Regions from separate parts of the Anas platyrhynchos genome. Here region 1 is linked to region 2. Evidence: chromatin contacts called from public Hi-C data. All regions are on one chromosome and are shown on one strand. Each heading gives the region's core, a stretch centred on a gene start, on an enhancer-like site or on the middle of the called end of the contact. The rest is flanking DNA. Distances are from core to core; before and after follow the strand shown. Region 1 holds the start of ABTB3 (ankyrin repeat and BTB domain containing 3). Region 2 holds the start of PWP1 (PWP1 homolog, endonuclein).

Region 1 (6,325 bases), core at 3,631-6,130, 180 kb before region 2:
AATCAATCCTGCTGGAGAGAGCAGTGGTGTTGCAAAGCACACTGGGGTCGAAGCATGCTGCATCCAGCTCATCACCTCCTCGCAGCATCAGGTGCAGCAAGTGTGCTGGCATAAGTGTGGTCTGCATCCTTGCAAGTAGCCAGAAAGACCCTGAGCATTCTCCTCTTTTACTGTCGTTCCTGAAACAACGAGTATTAATAGGTGGTGATGGATAGACAGGGAGAAGTGAGTACTTAAAAAGCAGAGTAAGCGAAGCCATTTCTATGCTAGTTGTCCTCTCTACCAAAGACCAAAGGGTCAGCTAACTAAGAAGTTCCTACTGATCTCGAGCATCTTTGTTGCTTTGTATTTCACCTTTAAATTGTTTTCTCATCTACCCATGCATACATCTCTTAAGCGGGTTGTGTCTTGGGTGGGAATGGAAATTCCCACTGGCTGAGCATAGCCTTTCCCTGTCTCTGTGCTCAGGGAAGCCTGCTAGTCCTGTTTCTTTTAGTTCTGATCAAAACATAGCATGTAAGTATATTCTTACTGCACATAAAGCATGCAAACACTGCTGTGCTTTTGGGGAGTGTAGTGACATTATGGGAAGCTGCTGGCTGGAGGATAACTCCATGTGTATCCTGCTTGGCTCTCTATGCTTTGAGTGCTGCCTAAAAGAAAGTAACGTAGAGATGTCTGCCCTGTCCACTAACAAAGGTTGGGAGCATCTTTTTATTCCTTACATTTGTAGGTCAGATGCTAGGAAGGCTGTTCCTAGCAGCACTGCGACTGAAACAGACCATCCAGGGAAGCTGTAGAGTCTTCATCATGTGTGGTTTGGGGGAAAGAAGAGACAAATCTGTCAAGAGGTGTGTAGAGGTTGCAGTTGATCCTTCCTAAGTACTAGGACACCTTGTAAGGACAGTAAGCATGGCTGTGTTGGCCGTGCAGACCTCGGAACCAAGCTGGTGAGCTGGCGGTAGTGCTCTCCCCTGGTGGGGGAGTGAGGGCTGCAACCAAACGGCTGCCTTGGGGGCTTTGGCTCTGTCTCTGCATTGCTGTGTCTCTTCTCTCGCAGCTGCCAGCTACAGAGCCATGAGGAACCAAGTGATCACAAAGTGCTCCTTCCCCTGGCATAATCTCACCACTTCTGGCAAACCACTGTTGAGAAACTTCCAGAGATGGGAAGACTGCATGTGCATCATTGTGATCAATAGCTACCAGTGGTCTTAGCCTCCAGAAAATTTTCAGATCTCTCTGAATTCATTTATGGTTTTGGCATCCAAAACGTACCACAGACACGGTCTGCATGGTTTTATCTATGATTTGGTTTTGGCTGGCAGTTTCTCCAAGTGTCCCCAGTTAGCAGCTTCTCAGAAATCCTGCGGAATCGCTCTCCTCCCAGCCAGGCACGGGTTTCTACACCCCCACCACGCTCCCTTCTCAGCACACAGGGGCATGGGCATGGCAGGAAGAAAGTTGGCAGGGCTTTGAGCTCAATGGGATGTAGGAGCTGTTGCTTTTGCAGAGCAGAAGAGTGCAGCTGGGCTGGGCAGTCCTTTGACTGAGTCCCAGTGAGCTGGTGGCCTTGTCGTGCCACCCACCCCTGCTCATTTTGGTGCTGCACGTGGTCAAGAAGCAGCACCAGGAGTCTCCTCCACGAGCCCTCTTGTCTGAACGCTTGGCAGCTCTTACCCAAAGGCCTTGGGGGATGATGCTACCTGTGATGGCAGCGCTCCTTTCCTTCCAATCTCTCCATCTGTGACGGGTGGCTTTGTGCAGGCTGCAGGCAAGCTGCAGCCCCAGAGGCTGCTTTGCCAGGGAGGTGCATTTCACACATGCTTTGCAGGTACAGGATCACAGCCTGGCTTTGTAAACGAACCCCCTGTGATCAGAAACATGAGCGCCAGGACATCCCCAGCAACACAAGCCAGGCCCTGGTGCGGCCTGCTGCTTGCTGCTGCCAGCCCGAGATAGAGCTGCGAGATACTGCGAGTGCTGCTTTTGATCTGAGCTGTTATGACGTGGCAGCGCGTTGAATTTTGGAGTACAATAACCGAGTGGCCTGATCCCAGGCACATTCCTGCTCCGCCTGCCAGCGTGCTTGCAGTCGGGCTTGGCCCTGCGGCTCTCACCAAGGTGCCATTTGCAGGCAGTTCGCTGGGTGGGGAAGGAAAGGCAAAGAGCTGTGGCACTTCTTGCTCTCCCCACGCAATCTCTAATTTCCCCATTCGCTTCAACTTGCCCTGAGCACCTTTTTAAAGTGTGTTTCAATTTACCTCTTTCAGAGCTTTGGCTGGCACTTATCATCCTCTGAGGGTGCTTAATCAGCTCCTGTCTGAATCCCCAGCTCTGTCAGGATAACTAATGTCCAGGTCTCCAACTAGCTGAAAATTGCCGTCCCCCCTCCCCGAGCATGTGACATATAAAGGGACTCTGTTTTCTTCAGTGGATGTTTTTGTCTGGTAGGCAAATGACCCCAGCTGGCTCGCACAGTAGGGTATGGCTGCAGACACCTGCCCGCCTGCCCAGGGCAGGGGAGGTGTGGTGCGTTTTTGGGATGAAAGCTGAGGGCTGTTGACCCCATGGGGAAGTGCTCTTGTCGCAGAGGCGTGTTTCCCTCCAAACCGTTTGATCCCATCTTCTCCCAGGGCAGTTTCCAGAACAAAGTCACCCTGTCTCAGGAGCGCTGTCAGATGTCCTTCCAAACCATGCCGAAGCTCGCTGCGGGCTGCAGCAGCCAAGCAGGCCGCACCTGGGGAAGGCAAGGACCTCCAGGCACCCAAAGATAGCTGGAGATCCAGAACGGCTGCCCTGCACTGATCTGAGCGTGTGGTGAGAAGGTAATTAGTCGTCCCGAAGAAATGAGTCAGGTCTCTCTGCTCCTTAGGAAAGCACGAACCAGCCCGGCGCTGACACGCGCTTGGTGCGTCCGGGCGTCGCGACTTTTTCCAGGCTGGTGGCATGACATGGGAGGTGATAGGGATCTCGCTACAAGGACAAAATCTCTAGTGAGGCCCAATATCTTGCTTTCCGCATTAAAATGAAAAGAAAAACTCTCTGTAGTTAGTAGCCAGGAGATCTTTTGAAGTACGCGCTGACTCTGAGTCAGTGCCATAAATGCCCGAGTCTACACGCAGCCTGAGACAGCTGCCCTCTTCTCACTTGTCCTATTTGTCTAGATGTGTGGGTAATGATGTAGCCTAAAAACAGTGCCTCAAAGGTCAACATCAACCCTTTTACAAGGGTGGTGAACAAGTCGCCCCCCTCATTTGTTCAGCCCACCCTTCCTGGGTGCACGCCGTGAAGCACAACCCACCATCTGCTACAAAACTCCCCCAAACTTGGGATTCCCCTAATTTTCACCTCCTGTTGCCTGCGGTCAGCGCAGAGCCACGGTGCTTCCTGGAAGCGTAGGGACAAGGTCAGGTGGGTGGCATTTGTCAGAAAAATACCCAACACGAGGTGTTTGGGCCTGGAGATGCACCCGTTCTCCCACTGAACTGAGAGCTGGAGGATTTCCCTGAGCAGCCTGGAAGCCGAGCAGGCTCCGCACTGAAGGGCTGAGGACAGCAGAGGGCTCTGCTGCGAGATGTTGGTCTGGACAGCCACGAAGTCCGCATGATTGTGCTCTCAAGGCACGCTCCCCAGTTTGATGGTCCCCCCGCTCTGTCAGCGGGGGCCTGAGCATCTTCTTTGCAGGCTGCCAGCGGCTGTCGTTGGGGTTGCTCCTGTCCTGAGCCCTGCTACCTTCTGTGACCACCGCTGAGCTTACGATGCCCGTGTATTCCCATAAAAAATCAGCTTTTTGCAGCGTGTCTGGTGGAACCGCCAAGCTTACGCTCACAAACCGGTTTCCGACAGCACTTGACCCGCTGGGGAAGGCAACCCCTCAGTGTTTTTGGCCGTGCCGTAGCTTTCCCCAGCCCGCCCGACAAATTAGCCTACCTAGAGCTGCATTTGTGCCTTTCCTGTAGGAAGTTTACGTTGAAGGCACGCCAGGCTGTGCTCCCTGGGTCGGGCACCGCTCCGGCACGCCGTGCCTCGTCTGCTGGGGAATTTTGGCCAGCTCTGCTGGCACGATAACGCGTTTGCTGGGCTCTTGTACTTGAAGGGATGGGATTTCTGCCGGTGTTTTATGCTTAAAAGGATACAGCATTTTGTCAACACTGAATGCAGTATGCACCCTCCCAGCCTGTTGCCTGGGCTGTCAGCCAGGCAGTTCCCAATAGCGCCGAGGCAGGCAACGTAGGGTTGGAATAAGTTAGCTGGGGAGAGGTGGTCTGTGTGTCGCACGGGGAACCCGAAAGCGTGCAGGAAACACAACAGGAATCCTAAAAGAGATCTTACTTCCCCAAGCCTCGATGAGGGTTAACTTCCAGGTTTTGTAATTTCAAGGCTTGGTAGCGTTGAGGTTTGAAGATGTCGAGGTTTGAAAATTGCAAGATTTTGCTGTGTCAAAGCAAGAAAACAGCGAGATTTTTGCTCTTTTTGTGATTTCAAGATCGGAAAACATCAAGATTGGAACACAGCGAGATTTTCTGCTTCCCAGATTTTTGGAACTTCACCATTTTGCCATGTCGAGATTTTTTTAATTTCACAATTTCCTAATTTCCAGGCTCAGAAACGCGCAGATTTCCCAATTTTAGGCTTCCCTAAGGGCTCTTCTCTCCCTCCCTCACCCCCCGGCGCTCCCCGTTCCCCCCCCCATGCCCCCACCCCCCGGGCCGTGCCCCGCCGCCGGTGCGCGCCCAGCACCGCGCAGCGCCGGGGGGCGGAGCCTGGCGGCGGGCGGCGCGTCCCCATTGGCCGAAGCGCTCTGGGTATTTTGCATACCCTCCTCCTCCGCGCGCCTCATTGGCCGCGGCGCTCGAGGGTCATTTGCATGTCCCCGCCCACCCCGCGCCGCGGCGCAGTGCAGGAGCCGGGCCGGGAGCGGGGCCGGCAGCAGGCAGCGGGCGGCTCCGGCGGTGCGCGGCCAAGGGGAGCGGGGCTGCACGGCTCGGCTCAGCCCAGCTCGGCTCGTCTCGGCTCGGCTCGGCTCGGCTCAGCACGGCTCGGCCCAGCCCAGCGGGGCTGCCCCCTCCCCGTCCCCAGCTTTTCCTCCGCTCCGTGCCCGGGCGCCTTGGGTGCAGCATGAAGTGCGGCGATGGCCCGGAGGGGTAAGACGGCGGTGAGGACGCTGGAAGACCTGACGCTGGACTCCGGCTATGGTGGCGCGGCGGACTCGGTGCGCTCGTCCAACTTGTCGCTGTGCTGCTCGGATTCGCACCCCACGTACCCCTATGGAGGCAGCTGCTGGCCGCCCCTAGCTGGCTCCATGCACAGTCGCCACAACAGCTTCGACACCGTCAACACCGTCCTAGCGGAAGACTCGGAGGTGCTGGACTGCGCGGGGCAGCAGTGCGCCCGGCTCCTGCCCGACCTCGAGGAGGTCCCCTGGAGCCTGGAGGAGGTGGAGGCGCTGCTGCTGCCGCCGCCGCCCCGCCGGGAGCCGCGGCCGCCGGGCGGTGCCGGTGTCGCTGCCGGTGGTGTCGGTGGTGTCACCAGCGGCGTCGGTGCCGGCAACCGGGATGCGGCGGCGCGGCTGTCCACGCTGGTGAGCCGGGCGCTGGTGCGCATCGCCCGGGAGGCGCAGCGCCTGAGCCTCCGCTTCGCCAAGTGCACCAAGCACGAGGTGCGCAGCGCCATGGAGATCGTGCTGGGCTGGACGCTGGCCGCCCGCTGCACGGCGGCGGCTCTGGGCGCCCTGTCCCTCTACAACATGAGCGGCAGCGGCGGCGACCGCTTCAGCCGGGGCAAATCGGCCCGCTGCGGGCTCGCCTTCTCCGTGGGCAAGTTCTACCGCTGGATGGTGGACAGCCGAGTGGCCCTGCGCATCCACGAGCACGCCGCCATCTACCTCACGGCCGGCACCGAGAGCCTCTTCCGAGACATCCACGCCAGGGTGCTGGCCGGACACCCCGCCGCCCCCCTACCGCCCCCCGGCCGCCCCCCGGCCGACAAGGAGAAGGAGAAGGACAAGGAGAAGGAGAAGGAGGGCGCCGAGGGGCCGCGCTTCACCCTCGAGGCGCTGGAGCAGACGGTCAACAACGACCCCGAGCTGTGGGGCTTGCTGCAGCCCTACCAGCACCTCATCTGCGGCAAGAACGCCAGCGGTGAGTGCCCGGCCCCCCGGGGTCCCCCCTGCGCCCCCCGGCTCGGCTGGGGACCCCCCGACGGCGAGGGGTGTCCCCACGGGGGTTGCAGCTCCGGGGGTCGCCCCACACCCTTTCCTTTCTTCTTTCAGCCCACCCCCCGGTGGGTGGGTGCGCATCCCCGGGGGGCTGCCCGAGTGGGGTTT
Region 2 (6,338 bases), core at 25-2,524:
TTTTTTTTTGAGTGTTAGTGTATCAATGCCTTTACCCTTGTCTCATCTGAAGAGGTGAGCTGAACCACAGCAACAAGCCTGCAGCATCACTTCTCTCAAAACACATAAAATTCCCTTTGTTTTCTTGCTTACAGCCCGTAGGATTTGTAGTATGAACCTTCTCATGGCCTTGTAGTACCTTCCAGCTGCCACATTAGAAACACTTACACTGTTTCTGACAGTTTCAAGATATTTCAAGGTCTCTGCAGAGCCCTGGACTCTGGAGCACCCTTTTTTTGCTAGTTTTCAAATAATTATTGGGACGCTTACTGGGACTGGTGGCTTCTGTATCTCTTCAGGTCTCCTTTCTCCTTCGCCCTTACTTAGCATGAAGGGTAATACTCTCCAAGCACCTTGACACATACCCTAAAAAAGAAGTTGATCCTTCCTTTCAGAGGAGACGTTTTTTTCCGACTGACCCTGCTCTTCTTCACTTGGTAAGCCCATGACAGAATAAAAGTTTACTCTGCTTAGCCAGGTACCTTCACCCAGGTGAACCATTATGATGAGACATGGATGAGAACTACCTGGCACTTGTCTCCTCAGGTAGGTTGGGATGGGTCATATGCCTCAAATTCTGCATAAGCGGATCCAGAATTAGGGACAGTGTTTTGGTTCTTTTCACTTTGGACAAGCAGACAGGCAGTAGGCTCTGCCACCAGAATAGGTGACTAAACTGAAACAGTGAAACTCGCTGCTGTCAAGTCTTGCCTTACTCTGCAGAGGTGCCTCGGGAGAAAATGAAATTCAGCTCTGCTCATTAGAGGCTAAGAAATGGGTCTGAGAGAGATTCCAGGCACAAAACAACTCCAGGGAGGTGGTGGAGTCACCGTCCCTGGGGGTGTTCAAGGCAAGGTTGGACGTGGTGCTTGGGGACATGGTCAGAGGGTGACATTGGCGGTAAGGGGATGGTTGGACCAGATGATCTTGGAGGGCTTTTCCAACCCTAATGATTCTGTGATTGAAAAGAGCAGCTATTCACTGGTAACTGCGGCTCTGTGAGGTGTTTCCGACCCATTTTCCCCCCTTTGTGGAGGCGCGTGTGTGCCCCCTCTGGGCTATGCTCCCGCTGCAGGGCGAGCCGGGCACCGACCAATTACCAAGACCCCTTCCCAGCCCCGCTAATTAACTCCCAACACCCCCCCACAGCCCCCTCCACACACACACCCCCCCCTCCCACCGCCCCTCCTCCCCGCCTCTGCCCCTCCCTTCCTAGGCGCGCAGCGATGACACCACCCACCCCTCCCTCCCCCCCCGTGACGGCACCGCCGCGCGCCGGGCCCCGCACGCGGCGCCGCCATGAGCTGCCCGGTGCCGTGCGCAGCCTGGGTGCGGCGCGGCGTTGCCAAGGAGACGCCGGACAAGGTGGGGGGGGGGAGCGGGGACAGGACCCCCTCAGCGCCCCCAAATCCCCTCGGTGTCCCCCAAATCCCCTCGGTGTCTCCCCTCACGGTCCCCTCGGTCCCTCCCGGTCCCTCTCTAACGGCCCCGTGTCCCCCCTCAGGTGCAGCTGAGCCGCGACGAGCTCCGGCGCCTCGTCGGGGAGGCCCGCGAACGGCTGAGGTGAGCTGGGGGGGTGGGGGGGGCACGGGGTTAACGCTGGGGTCAGCCTCGTTCATGGCTTTACGGGGGGTGGGTGAGGGGCTGAGTGCGCCCTCAGCGAGGGGGTGGCGCTCAGGCTTCAGTTTAGCATCCCTAATTGTATCCTTTCCAGTTCTGGCACTGCCAGGCAAAGTGCGTCCGCTGAACAGACAGATGATGCTTGCATTGGAAATCACAGGGTCACTGCGGTTGGAGGAGGCCTCCAGGATCACCAGGTCCAGCCACACGTGAGAGCCACCTTGGCTGGTTGCTGCCTGTGTGTGCAGGAGGGCAGCATGTGCTGCTCGGCAGTGTGCTGCACCAAGGGGCCTGGCGCAGCCCCATTAGGTCCTCAGTCCACGTCTGCTGTCCAATTCTGCTGGATTCCTTGCAAAAGTTTACAGAAACTGAATTATCCACAAGTAAATGCGAGAGAAAGTGATCTAGACACGCTTCAGTTTAGTTCCACCAAAGAAAACTTATGCCACGCTTTGTTAGGAAAATGTGTAAGATAAAACTTTCTCTGGCAACCTGAGAACAACAGTGTCTTTTATTTTGGGAAAAGACAGGAAAGGAATGAGTAGATCTCCTAATTATTGATATAAAGACTGGAGATTCACATGAACAGCCAGGACTGTGTGCTGAAATCTTGTTACCAGTCCGCTAAGCGATTTTCTGGAAGTGCTCAGTCTGTGTCGTTTCCTCAAGGGATGTCTGTCTTTGAACAGGGAGGATGCTGATGATAGCGATGAAGATGAGCAGGGCCAGACGGCAGATGGCATGGACGTTGCCGCTGCTGAAAGAGCTGAGTCTTCTCCTAAAAATGACGACCAGGAGGAAAACGCTGAAAAGCTGACTGACGATGAATTGGCTGAGTATGATTTGGATAAGTATGATGAAGAGGAAGACACAGGTAGGAGAAATTTCTGTATCAGATATGCATTGTAAATGAAGACCCTTTTTTTTCCACTTCCTGTGGTACATGAGGCATGGGTACCCTAAAACTACAGAGTGCTTTGTTTCAAGTGCTGGAAACTCACGTGTTGAATTATTTCCTCATCCCAGTTTAGGAAGTGATTTAGTGAGTGTAACAGTTTAGTGTCCTCCTCCCTGATGCTAGAACTGAGCGGCATTGGAAAGGCTGTCACTCCCCCTGCTGCAGTGCCAGAGCACTGCAGCCGGAGTCCCTGAAAGCACTAAGCAATGTAGCTTACCGAGGTTCTTCCTGTGTTTGGAACTTGGAAGTTCATTTAGCCCATTCCTGGTATTTCTGCAGTACAGGTACTGATACAAGAGTGTCTAACTCCACCTGTCGTTGACGCATGTAAGATATGTTCTGAAATTCCCATCTAGGTGATACAAAGCTGGGAGAGACTTTAGCTGGTCTGGCAGTGTATGGGAGCAATGATCAGGATCCTTACATCACTCTAAAAAGCACTGTAAGTACTATTCAAATGCTAAATATCTTAAACAGCATTAGCTTAGAATTCATTTAAGTCTAATTCTCTGCCAGACAGCCACGGGGTCTTAGGTGCTTGCAGCACATTTAAAAGGCTTGTCAGGTTTTTGCTCAGACAGAACTTTTTCCTTTTAAGGCTGCTTTGTGCCGTACCCTTTATGTGCACTTTTTACCTTTAAGTCAGATGTTAAGGCGAACTGGCTGATGATTTAGGACGTGTGCTTCTGTACATGGAGGTGGCTTGTCAGCTCTCTGATTGGACACACAAAGTGCTTGAAGAAATAACACATCTCAGTGTTATTTGAGACAACAAAGAGACAATACAATCTAGAGAGCTGCAGGGAGGGAGGGACTGTGATCATCTGAGGCAGGGGGATGGAGTAGGTGAATTTTTGAGACCTTTTACTAAGCATAAAGGTTCTGATTTTTTTCTGGTTGCTGTAGTTTCTGTACTATTTTAGATTCTTCACCAAGATTTAAAAATTAAAAGAGTAGCTGTAGGCTCATACCACAACATCCAGTTTGTTTGTAAGGGACCCTTGTCAAACGTGTGATCTCACACGAGACATTGTGGTGGCTTCATGTACCATAACAGAGCTCAGGGAGAAAGGCAAATGTGCATCTTTAAAACAAGTTCACCTGCTGTGTGCATTTTGGGGTGCTGTATGTTTTGTGTGTGTTCCATTGACTCATTAATGATTTTTCTTGATTGCATGTACCAGCAGAGAAGATAAATGCTTTGAAAGGGATTTTATAGTCAGTGATACCTGCACTGGGAGAATACGAGCTATGTGGGTCCTTTCCAACCTGGGATATTCTATGATCCTATTTATTCTGTGTCAGAAAAGCTGGCTTTCTTCCAGACAGAAAAAAGGGGAGCTCCCTTTTCTCAGCCCTCGATGCTCAAATCCTTTCCACGGCTTCTGAATGCTTTTTAGTACTCTCCAGCATGCAGCTTGTTATTGGTGTTTATTACCACCGCTGTTGAAGACCAAGCACTGCACAGCATTAACTTGACTAACTCAAAGCATTGCAATACCCAGTAGAATTCAAATATTGAAAAAATGCTTGGAGTGAATAAAAAAGAAGTTATTAAAAGCTTGCAACATAAAAGCCAAAAGGTCCTGTATGTGTTGTATATTTGAAGGGCGGTGGTCTGTGCAAGTTTACTGACTTTTATGTACAGTTTTTAGTTTTCCACTAACAAAAATTCCCGAAATGCCTTCCATTCCTCGGTAACAATGGAAATTGTATGGAGGCTACATCTGTTCTGGTGCAGCTCAGTGCCCAGTATAGCTGCAGGCAGTGCTTTTCTGGAAATATTTTCCAGAAAGTGGACAACACTGTAATGCTCTCGGAATTGCTTCCTGTGTGTGTGAAGAGCAGCCACAGTGTGCTTATTGTGTGAAACTGTGTTACATTACATAAATGCCCCAGGCTTGAGAGCCCAAGGGAAATAAGATACAAATGTGGGCCTCTGGTGGTGATTTTCTTTTCAGCAATGGGTTGCATCGTGGTAGCCTCAAGAGATGGTTTCATGTTTAGTAATTAAACATTTCTCTAAATCCAGCTAGGTCTGCATAAACGCTCCTTCAGCCTGCAGAACAGCTACTCAGTATCCCCACAATGGAGCCTGGTTCCTGCCTTTTTGCATATACCATCAAAAGATTATTTTTTTTTTTTTTGGGGTGGGTGGGCTGCAGGGTGCTGGTTTTTGAGTGTTTTCAGCTCTGGTTAGAAAACATTACTGATTCAGCCTTTTGTACTTGTGCAGTCGTGTGTGTGTGTGTACGTGCCTTGCTAACGTCTGTTGTCCTGTCCTTTTCACTGTTCAGGATCAATATGAACAGGAAGACTTTTTGATTAAATCCAGTGACAATCTTGTCCTTTGTGGCAGAGTTGATAAAGACTACTGTAGTTTGGAGGTCCATGGTAAGTAACAGGATTTGTTCCTTACAACGAAGCTAGGAAATAGGTTTTGCCTAGCCTGTTTGTTCCATATGGCTGTGTAGAACAAGGAGTGGGGGTTGTTTTTTGGAGTCTTCAGCTTCCTACTGTGTGAAAACTGTCTTTTACCCTGATTTCCCCTGTGACTGAATCTAGACTTATTTCTTTTTTTAATTATTGATTCTGTAAAATTAATGTTTAAACCATCGTTAAAGTCTCTTCATGTAGAAAATGTGTGAGTACAGAGTATTTATTTTGAAGTGATTCTTATAAAGTAGTATGGAAAGCTAGGAACAAACTTTAAATTTTGCTGAACTTGTCACTTCCGTATCTCAAGTACGCAGGAGAATGTTAGTTCGTTAGGTATAATTTTGTGATCCATAACGTAAGTATTTGGAGGCTCTGGCCTTTACGTTGAAACTCTGAACCCATTGCAGATTTGCATTCCAGATCACCTTGGGAGTTTAGTATTTGCCACATCTTCCTTCTATAGAGTTGTGTGGTTTTCCTCTTCATTTATGTCATGTATATCTCTAATTCTTTTCCAGTTTATAATCACGAAGAAGACTCATTTTATGTACATCATGATATTATCTTGCCTGCGTACCCTCTAAGTTTGGAGTGGTTGAATTTTGATCCTAATCCTGATGAATCACCAGGTAAATGACAAAGGATACTGAAATTGTCAAGTAAGAGTACTTCTACTTGAAAAGTATGTTACTGTCATGTTGTCACTAGGTAGTTTTCTCCAGTGGGACTAAGAAATAAACCCAAGATGCTAAGAGGGAAAAACTGTATAACAGTTTTAATCTTGGTGCTGCTGGCATAACAAGTCATGTGACTAAAATATTGGTTTAATTAGAAATAGTTATTGTTAATTAGCAGACCAAAACAAGCTCTTCTCTAGTCTGTTATTATTATTTTTTTTACATTTGTAAAATGTTCCAATTCATTACAGCCAATGCAGTTGGTTAACTTTAAAACACAATTAGATTTATATATACTGATGTTTTTAGTAACCCTTTTCCTGTTTTTACAGACTTTTTCCATATCACATAGAGTTTGTTTTTTTGTTTTCCTTACATGTGGTGCTTTATATGTCTTCAAAAAGGTACTTGTATTCAAGGGGAAGAGTACTAAAGAGCAAGTCAAAATTTTCTGGCAACATCTGCTGCCAGTATTTTTAAACCACTTCTTGTCAGTTGTAATCATCAAAACCATTCAAATAGAAAAATCTGGCATGTAAACATAAATTTTACCTAATCAAAGAAAGCAGCAACATCTGGGTTGCCATATACACTGTTTTTATAAC

The links. Hi-C and Micro-C count contacts between places; a contact is called where the count stands out from the background.
Region 1: a contact with region 2 is called in a Hi-C map of subcutaneous adipose tissue, with 4 times the contacts expected there. The contact joins the promoter of ABTB3 here to the promoter of PWP1 in region 2. A contact is called at or near these places in 2 of 8 Hi-C or Micro-C datasets (skeletal muscle and subcutaneous adipose tissue).

The regions. Positions count from the first base shown.
Region 1 is chr1:56,789,503-56,795,827 of IASCAAS_PekinDuck_T2T, reverse strand. ABTB3 (ankyrin repeat and BTB domain containing 3) reads left to right here and starts at 4,880. Exons shown (of 17, transcript XM_072038274.1): 1 at 4,880-6,140. The coding sequence starts at 5,132.
Region 2 is chr1:56,608,748-56,615,085 of IASCAAS_PekinDuck_T2T, reverse strand. PWP1 (PWP1 homolog, endonuclein) reads left to right here and starts at 1,274. Exons shown (of 16, transcript XM_027449914.3): 1 at 1,274-1,404; 2 at 1,544-1,602; 3 at 2,349-2,533; 4 at 2,974-3,059; 5 at 4,915-5,011; 6 at 5,575-5,685. The coding sequence starts at 1,339.